Linked DNA regions of Mus musculus: regions 1 and 2 are each linked to region 3. A link is a contact called in public HiChIP or PLAC-seq data. All regions are on one chromosome and are shown on one strand. Each heading gives the region's core, a stretch centred on a gene start, on an enhancer-like site or on the middle of the called end of the contact. The rest is flanking DNA. Distances are from core to core; before and after follow the strand shown.

Evidence for each region. HiChIP or PLAC-seq counts read pairs in DNA pulled down with a chosen protein or histone mark.
Region 1: an H3K27ac HiChIP or PLAC-seq map of embryonic stem cells shows a contact between it and region 3, with 6 read pairs. The contact joins two enhancer-like sites.
Region 2: an H3K27ac HiChIP or PLAC-seq map of embryonic stem cells shows a contact between it and region 3, with 9 read pairs. The contact joins two enhancer-like sites. A contact is called at or near these places in 1 of 484 Hi-C or Micro-C datasets (embryonic stem cells) and 4 of 115 datasets of contacts at active chromatin or transcription factors (the NIH/3T3 cell line and embryonic stem cells).

Annotation. Positions count from the first base shown.
Region 1 is chr14:9,670,618-9,673,317 of GRCm38.p6, forward strand. The region is part of intron 5 of Fhit (fragile histidine triad gene); the gene reads right to left. Among named protein-coding and RNA genes, the nearest start is that of Gm41096, 140 kb to the left of the region's middle. Within about 2 kb of position 1,369, at least 14 of the 459 cell types and tissues checked have an H3K27ac peak or open chromatin away from gene starts, as enhancers often do. A contact at or near this core is called in embryonic stem cells, where this site is marked.
Region 2 is chr14:9,694,246-9,696,945 of GRCm38.p6, forward strand. All of the region lies in intron 5 of Fhit (fragile histidine triad gene), which reads right to left. Among named protein-coding and RNA genes, the nearest start is that of Gm41096, 170 kb to the left of the region's middle. Within about 2 kb of position 1,281, at least 17 of the 459 cell types and tissues checked have an H3K27ac peak or open chromatin away from gene starts, as enhancers often do. A contact at or near this core is called in embryonic stem cells, where this site is marked.
Region 3 is chr14:9,318,052-9,320,751 of GRCm38.p6, forward strand. No RefSeq gene overlaps it. Among named protein-coding and RNA genes, the nearest start is that of Gm41097, 130 kb to the right of the region's middle. Within about 2 kb of position 1,275, at least 34 of the 459 cell types and tissues checked have an H3K27ac peak or open chromatin away from gene starts, as enhancers often do. A contact at or near this core is called in embryonic stem cells, where this site is marked.

The DNA of each region.
Region 1 (2,700 bases), core at 119-2,618, 350 kb after region 3:
GAAGGTAAAGTTAGTTTGTAGAAAGAAACACCCATTTTTGAAGGTGATGTCTAACTGAGTGGCAGACAAAGTGGTGAATCAGAGAACAATTTGAGAAAATAGGATATGCTCAACTTTCACAAGAACAGAGCTCATAGAGATGTAACTTAAAAGAGAGCAGCACAGAGGAGGGGGGGTTACTGGGATAATTGTATAGACACAGATTGAAGAGAGAACAAACTAGACACAGAATAAGGAGCCAGAAGATTAGAACATATTGCCAAAGTTAGTATGAGGCTAAGCTGAGCAATTCAGGAGAAGCCAAAAGAAGTCAGATCAAATCAGTCAGCATGGAGAAGAGTTTGAGCCAAAACAACTATGTTGCATCAGCCAGCAAGCCAGAGCTCAGAAAGAACTAGGAAGGGGTGATCTTATTCAGTAGCTAGTCTCAGAGGCTGAAAATATTCTAGGCCTAGATTAGATTGTACGGAGGGTAGAAGCTTCCAGGCCTATGTTAGCAGATGGAGGCAATAAGCCTTGGAGAGGACAATTACATCAGGTGAATAAAATATAGTTGTACAATGTACAAATCTGGAGACATACATGTCTAAATTTCTATCTGCCTGTGCAAATTTTGATCAAGTGAATCATGGGAAATCACAGAGTGGATTTTCTCAACAGATTCCCAAGTGTTTTAAAACTACTCATACTTTGTGCCCTTTTCTCAAGCTGAAGCTGATCAACTCACCTTTACATGCATACTAGATACCACATGCACACAGACTGCCCTGTGAGTCCCCTACCACCCATGCACACAGACTGCCCTGTGAGTCCCCTACCACCCATGCACAGATTGCCCTGTGAGTCCCCTTACCATCTGACTCTGTAAAGTCAGTATTTCCCTAAGAGTTACAATCTCCTCTCAACACATTGATTATGTGGATCAAAATCCTCTGGCTCTCATCAGCATGGGCCAAAATAGTCATTACCATAGATTTTCTACTCTTCTCTTTTAATGGACTAAGCTTTTAGGTTCTGGGTAATTCTTTGGATGTCAGACAAAACATAAACTCTTTTTTAGGTGCAGACAAAAAGTGAGAATAGTGTTCCTTTGCTCATCAGTGGAGGTTTGTAGCCTTTCCCTCTATCTGTGCTGAGGTAATTGTGTGCACACACAAAGCTCTCCTTCCTACTCTTCATTTGGCTATTAATGAATATTTGTGTGGATCATTCCTTCTGTAATTGCAGTGACAAAGGGGGGAAGAAGTGTTGTGCTGAAGCTAGAATGTTTTTAAGCATTTTTTCGGCTATTACCCAGGACTAACATTAGCAAGTCAATTCCTATGGGCGGAGCTGGGAGTTTCCATACACAAAGGATTGCATTCCAACCTACCAAAAGTCAACAGATAGGGGACCTTGAGGCTTGAATAAATCACCTTTGATGTGTCTTTCTCCTAGATGAGCTCAAAATTCCTCCTTTGCTGGGGTGAGATTTAACCCCCATCCCAAGTATCATTGCTTTCTGTGAGAAAGAAAACTATCTCCTCCTAGCTGCATTAGAAACATGCGCTTACATATCTGAAGACCGCTGGCTCATTACACTGATTAGTTCCTTGTAATTCTATGAAGAAACTCCTGGGCTTTAATGGATCAGATATTGGATGATTAAATTTAGTCCTGTGGTACATTCACTTAAGAAACAGCAGTGAGGAAAAAGGTACCTTGACAGCTTGAGAGTATGGTAGGAACACAAAAGTCCCCTTGGGGAAGATGCGTACCAAACACCCAAGCAACCATTGTCTTCATTAGCACCTAACTCTTTGCTACTATGTCTGGCTCCCTATCACTCAAGTCAAATATCTTGCTGCCATACTCAAGACAGTCTTCCCCTAAGTTTATGAAGGAGGTAAGATTTTCAGGTTAAGACTTTCAATATTAGAAGGACCTGCTCATTCTTAGCAGGGAAAAGAAGGGTTCTTGTAGGACATTAGGCAATGAGAAGCTATTCTGCAGGATTCTCCAGGTTTCATAGGCTGACTCCTCTGCACTGCCCCATACTGTTAGACTGGGACTTCACATGTATTGTACCTGCTGCTCAAGGAAGGAAATGAACCACACGGAGACTTTTCAAAGCTTGGTGCTGCCCTGACACATTTGTACTATTTCATCTGATCCAGTTACAGATCTAGTAAGTAGATAGCAACTGGCTGGCAAGGATGTTGGATGCCATAGCACCCAATGAACCCACTCAACATTTTTTCTTTCTTCCAGCTGACCTGTGCCAGTGCCAGATGACTTGGCCCTCGGGTTTTCCTGTGTGTGGATGTGGCTCACTCCCTTTTTAGGAATGTCATTTGAATTCAGATTATTATGGAATGAATGGGCTCAAGGACCTGCTGCTTTGGACTGTCTGCTGAATTCAAATTTTTGAGTAATTGAGTACAGGCTGTTAACACATGCAGCCACTTCCTTCCTTTACTAGTAGGGAGAAATAGCTTCTGCCACTGCCATAAGTGTTACACAGTGGCTCAGCGGAAGCTGCCTATCAAAAGAAATGCAGAATCGAAGCTAGGGTATGTATAGGGTAGGTGTGTGTGTGTGTGTGTGTGTGTGTGTGTGTGTGTGTGTCACAGCACAGCCAGGTCTGAGCAATGAATAAATGTGACTCCTGCAAAGACTAGAATGGCCCAGGCTCATAATTAAGACATGTTCTTTTCCTAC
Region 2 (2,700 bases), core at 31-2,530, 380 kb after region 3:
ATCAAATAAATGATATAAGACGTGAACTACTTCTTGAGGGAAGCATTTAAGAATTGATATTATACAGCATACTCTTTTCTCTCTGTCATGTTAACCAGGAAAATGTGAGAGGTTAGAGCATGAGTCATCTTAAATAACAGATGAAGTCTACCTACTGCAGAAGACTTTTCTAACATATACACAAATACAAAACCTACAGCATAAGGTAGGCATATGCTTTTACTGTTTGAAGGCCGAGACAAACAGACTAACTGTTCTACAATGTACCTAGCCTACTGTATCCTGTGACTTCTGGAAAAAGTTTGTGCTATGAACTTAGCACATACTCCTCCAACCATGATCCTTTGAAAGCACTACTTCTGAGTAGGGAAGGGGCCTGAGAGAATGCTCCTGCCCACAGGAAATTGTATAAAGCAGGAAAGGAATCCTGAAATCCACAGTACACATGCTAATCCTTTGGAAGGGAGGCCCAAGGGCCCTGCCCTCCTGTAATCTCCAGTGCAATTTCTACAACATCAAGGCTGCCTGCCATTCCCCAGGGGCAAGAGCTGCAGGCTGGTAATTAGTGTTACTACTGAGCCTATCACTGTTAATTAATGGTCAACATTCAGCTTAAATTGAAAACCATCTACTTCTGACTTGTCCACTCTAACTCCCATAGCTAGTTCCCCATTTGCACGTTGTGCCCTCATCTTAATAGCACAATTTCAATTTTACTTTAAAAACAGGAAGGAAAAAAATAACTTAAGTCAAGGAAAGAGATGACTCTCCATAGTAGTGAGTCACATTATCAAAATTAAAAGCATAAAAATTAATGGTAAAGAATTCATATTATTAAGAAATCATATTCATACTTAGATACTATGATTGTTACAGCAAGGCCATCACAGTAAACGTGTTAATAGTATTTAAGCATAAGGTCCTTCTCCCTGTGAAGTAAGAATCATTGTGCGCCACATTAGCTGGGTTAGTCACTTTAGAGCCGCTGTCTGGTAGAGCGTTTTAACTAAGCCTTGTCAGTGTTAATCCTAATGTCTGATGCTGGGATGTGCCTTGTATTACTTTATGTAACTGAAGAATAGGAAGCCTTTATGTTGGATTATTGGCTGAAGTAATGACCTCCTCCTGGAACCAGGCCTGGGATACAATGAAGTATCAAATGAGATTCTGGGTCAGCTCCTCCACAGGACTTAAAGGAAGCCAGCTCTTTTGTTAAGATTCATTCACTCACTAACAGGATGCTTTTGCCCCTGGCCATCCACTTAAGGCTCCTTCAGTAAGAAGTGTCTCCATTCACAGGCTAACTTGCCAGCCGAGCACACAGGCAGTGGTAGACAATAGTTAACAATGTATCAAGCCCTTCCTCAATGCTGTTCTCTCTGGACTCTGATCTAGCTGTGTGAGCCCGAGGCTATGTAGCTTAGGGCTAGAAAGAAGCCAGCCAAGAAGGCTCAGTGCCCTGTTCTCTGCTCTTGCGGCTTTCAGTGGCTCTTCTTGCATGTTTTACACTCCAGTGCTCTGTGTAAGGCATCATATCATATACATATACCACTGTAGAATAGCTCATCCATTCTACAACTCTTTACTAGGCACAGATAACAAACCCTTACATCAATGAGAAAATCTGAGATAGTGGCATTTGGTACAGAATTAAACAAGAAACGATTGTGGGATGGAAAGCATATAGAATAAGAACTGGTTTCATACAAGAAAGTCAGGGAAGGCCTGGCCAAGGGTTAAAGTCTGAGCTGGGACAGAAACTAGAATCCTCCAATCACAAGAGAGAGGGAGCAAGTCTAGGCAGAGGACACTACTGTTGGTCCTAAGGCTGGGGACAAGTTTGGTATTTCCAAAAATAGGAAAAGTCAGTGTGGGTATAGTTTAGCGAGTGAGCAAAGTATAAAAGCATGAGGGGTCAGATCATGTCAGCCACTGTAATGCAAAATGCAAACAAGAGGCTTGGTTGTCATGGTGAGATAAACTGAATCGAGAAGTGTGTGTGTGTGCTTGCCCTTGTTCGTGAAAGCCAGAGGCCCACCCACCTTGATTGTTTTTCTCTAAGAAGTAGAATTGTTCTTTAATAAAAACCGAAGGGCCTCAGTTTCTCTATAGAAGTGAGACTGTACACACATGGTCTGGAGAGTCTTGGTGTTTTATAGGATGAAAAAAGGGAAACTCTGAGATGGAACAGTCCACCTGCAGGTCACTTCTCTGAAGTCTTGAAGTGAGAGATGTTGGCATATGTACCCAACATATAGTGTTATCAATCATATCAAATTTCCATCCCAGAGTCTCTCAATCCACCTGAGGCTTTTAGGTACTTTTCTCTCCATTCTAGACCCCAAGGACAGAGTAAAAGAAAGGGGCAATGTATTCCCTTCCTGGGAAGGGGTCAGTCATTACGTAAAGACATAGCAAGACAGGAGTCTGAATCCATAGTGATGAGGGGAAGGGACAGCCCAGAAGTGCTGGACCTTAGTGGACAGACCCAGGATTTGGGTGAGTAATTGGCATTATCTACCTTTAAGAGATTACAAATTCTATCTAAGAGGGATACCCAGCTCTCTTGTGGAGTGATTAAGGTGAATGGTAAGAGTAGAGCATATAGAAAGATGGTAACAGGGCATGGGAATATAGGGCAAAAGGAAGGGGCTGTGACTTATGAAAAGGAAAATTAGTGAGAACTTAGAGATGGAGGAG
Region 3 (2,700 bases), core at 25-2,524:
TGAGTTATCAACTGCTGTGTCTGGAAGGGAATGAGTGGAGAAAGCATCCAATCCACTTACTTTGCAAATGAGGAAAATCACATCAGCTGATTTTCCCAGGGTCACCTACCTTTAAGTGACAAGCTTGGGACTAAAGACCAGTTGTGATTCCCAGGAAATTCTGAATTTGCTTCTAAGCTTACAACATAGTAATTGCTTCCATCATTTGAATTGACACCTGCCTAAACAGTGTGAGGTTCAACTTCATCTCAATATGGGGTTGTAATTGTCGAGAGCATAGTCTGTTACTCAAACCCATATTTGGTGAAAAATCACTTGTAATTCAAGTTAGCACTTGATTTATTTTTTAGGGCTTGTCAAGTTTCAGAAATAATGAGCTCCATACACTGGGCTTCTTTCAGGGTTGGGTATTGTAGTCAGGAATCGTTCTTGATAATATCTTCTGAGCTGAAGGCCTATGTCTAGCATGTTTTATTATAAGGTTCACTCATATCAGCTCTACAGAAGCACATACCAACAGAAAGAGGGATAAGAGGAGTTTGCAGTGCCGTTTTGTGTGTTTAACTGAGTGTGGGGTAGTGCACTGAGATTTGAGAATGTGTTGATGTAAAAGCCTCATTTGTATGGAAACCCTCTGGCCGAGGTTCTTTTCTTGTTCCTTTTTCATTATGCCCCTCTGTGCTGCAAACCCATGCCACAATAAAGGGATGTACTTTCACTGAAAAATATCAAAAAGCAGTGTGTTAATGTCAAGCATTAACTGAGAAGCTGCTGAAGATAGAGTAGAAACTCAGGCTTGTTCAAACTCTTCTGTCTATGGCAAGAGCCACACCCACTAGGCTGCAAATGTATCCCTGCTCTTTTCTAAACATTTGTCTTTCTGTTCTGTGATCTAGTTCTTGATCCTTTGGAGCACCAAACTGAAGGTCATGTCCTTGTTCCTAAACAAGTGCATGACCTAGGAACATTTGCTTGATTGTGTTTACCATTTCAGGGAGTTTAATTGCCTCCAGAGTCCACTGGGAGGCCCCAAGGTAGCAAATCTTGTTACTATGCTGATTTCCTTTTTCCTTAGAACTTGCAGGTTACAAGGAGAACATTTTGATTTCTTACTTGAAATCTTAAAGCATGAACACTGATGACTACCTAATGGTAGTCCAATATGCGTGATTTGAATATGAAATCCCTCTTACATTTTCATGATGGACTCTTTCTTGTATGGTAGGTGTGGCTCCCACTATCCCTTTGTTGGGAGAACTTCCAGTCTGATCTTGGAGGATTCCTAACAAAAGCTTTGTTTGCGTGAGTCCCTTCACATTTTCATCAGTTCAACCTCTAAGGACCTGAAGTTAATAGCAAAAACAATCAAAGTTTTTGCAAGGATGGTAACAAATGTTTGGTCATTTGAAGAACAAATAGGTATTAGGTGTAAGAGGGGCAATACAGGAAAGGACATATAAGGAAAAGATTCAGAACTAAAGTGTAACAGAGATTCAACATTGTATAAAGAATATCAAATGAAATATGCATATTAGGGTCAGCAATGGATAAGGCAGTATATTTGTTCAGTTTTTATGTATTGTGTGACACAAATATCTAAACCTGGGTACTACTGACCAAATTCTTGTGAGGCGGCATGATCATGTAATTATTCTAAATGAAATGGTCACATTAGGAGCAACATATGCAAAGGGCATTTATTGAGTCATGTTTGCATTGAATGTGATAAATAATGTGCTATTTTGACCTCTCGACTACTCTCACCTTGGCATTATTTGGCTTTGCTCCCAGTTTCTAATGGGAGATCCACCCTTTTGTTTCAGTTTACCTCTCTTTGTGCTGTGTTTCTAAGCCTTGTTTCAATGAAAGTTAGGCTTTTATAACTCGGTGTGCACGCCCAAACATTCCGATATCTGTCTTCACTTGTATATGTACAGAAATAGATGTCTGTAAATAGGAAAGGAATTTGAAGCTTTTCTGCCAAGGCATTGGCCCTATTTCCCCAGGGAACTGAGGTTAGAAGGGAGTGATGGAAAGAACCGAGCCACATTTTTCTCTACATGCTTCTGTGTTGTTTTAACTCTATATCATAAACACATAGTGTAATTAAGGGGAAAAGCTAAACTTAACATACCACCAAATAACAAGGAACACTTTCTCTTTTCCTTTTGCAGGTATGAAGATCAACTAAAGCAATCGATGCCTCAAGAGAAATTTCAGAACTTGTGCTTCCTTAAAAAAAAAAAAAAAAAAAATCACACAGTGAAGCACTGTACCCTGGCCTTGCTCTGGTTTCAGTAGCTCTGGATTGTTTCAGTATGAAGATCTATAATACTTAATAGAAATGCCAGTGATAGTGCAGGGCTCCTATGCCATCCCACAGCATCCAGCCGACACTGCCATGTCCCTCATGCTCTACAAGTGGGACATCTGTAGCCAATGCTCTCTTCTTTTCCATTTCTCTTCTTTTCCATTTTGTCACCAGGCTACAAGGAAAACAGGAAAAGTTTTAAACAAGAAGTCTTTTTTTTTTAAGCTCATTGAGCCCCAGCCTTTCTTTTCTGTGACAGTGTAGCCCAAATTAAATGTAAGTCCTTAATGTGATGGACACTTCCTAGCAGCACAGGGTGTGACAGCAAGCAGGCAGAATGATATACCATAATACCACATAACCACATAATCAGATGGGAATTTAAAAGA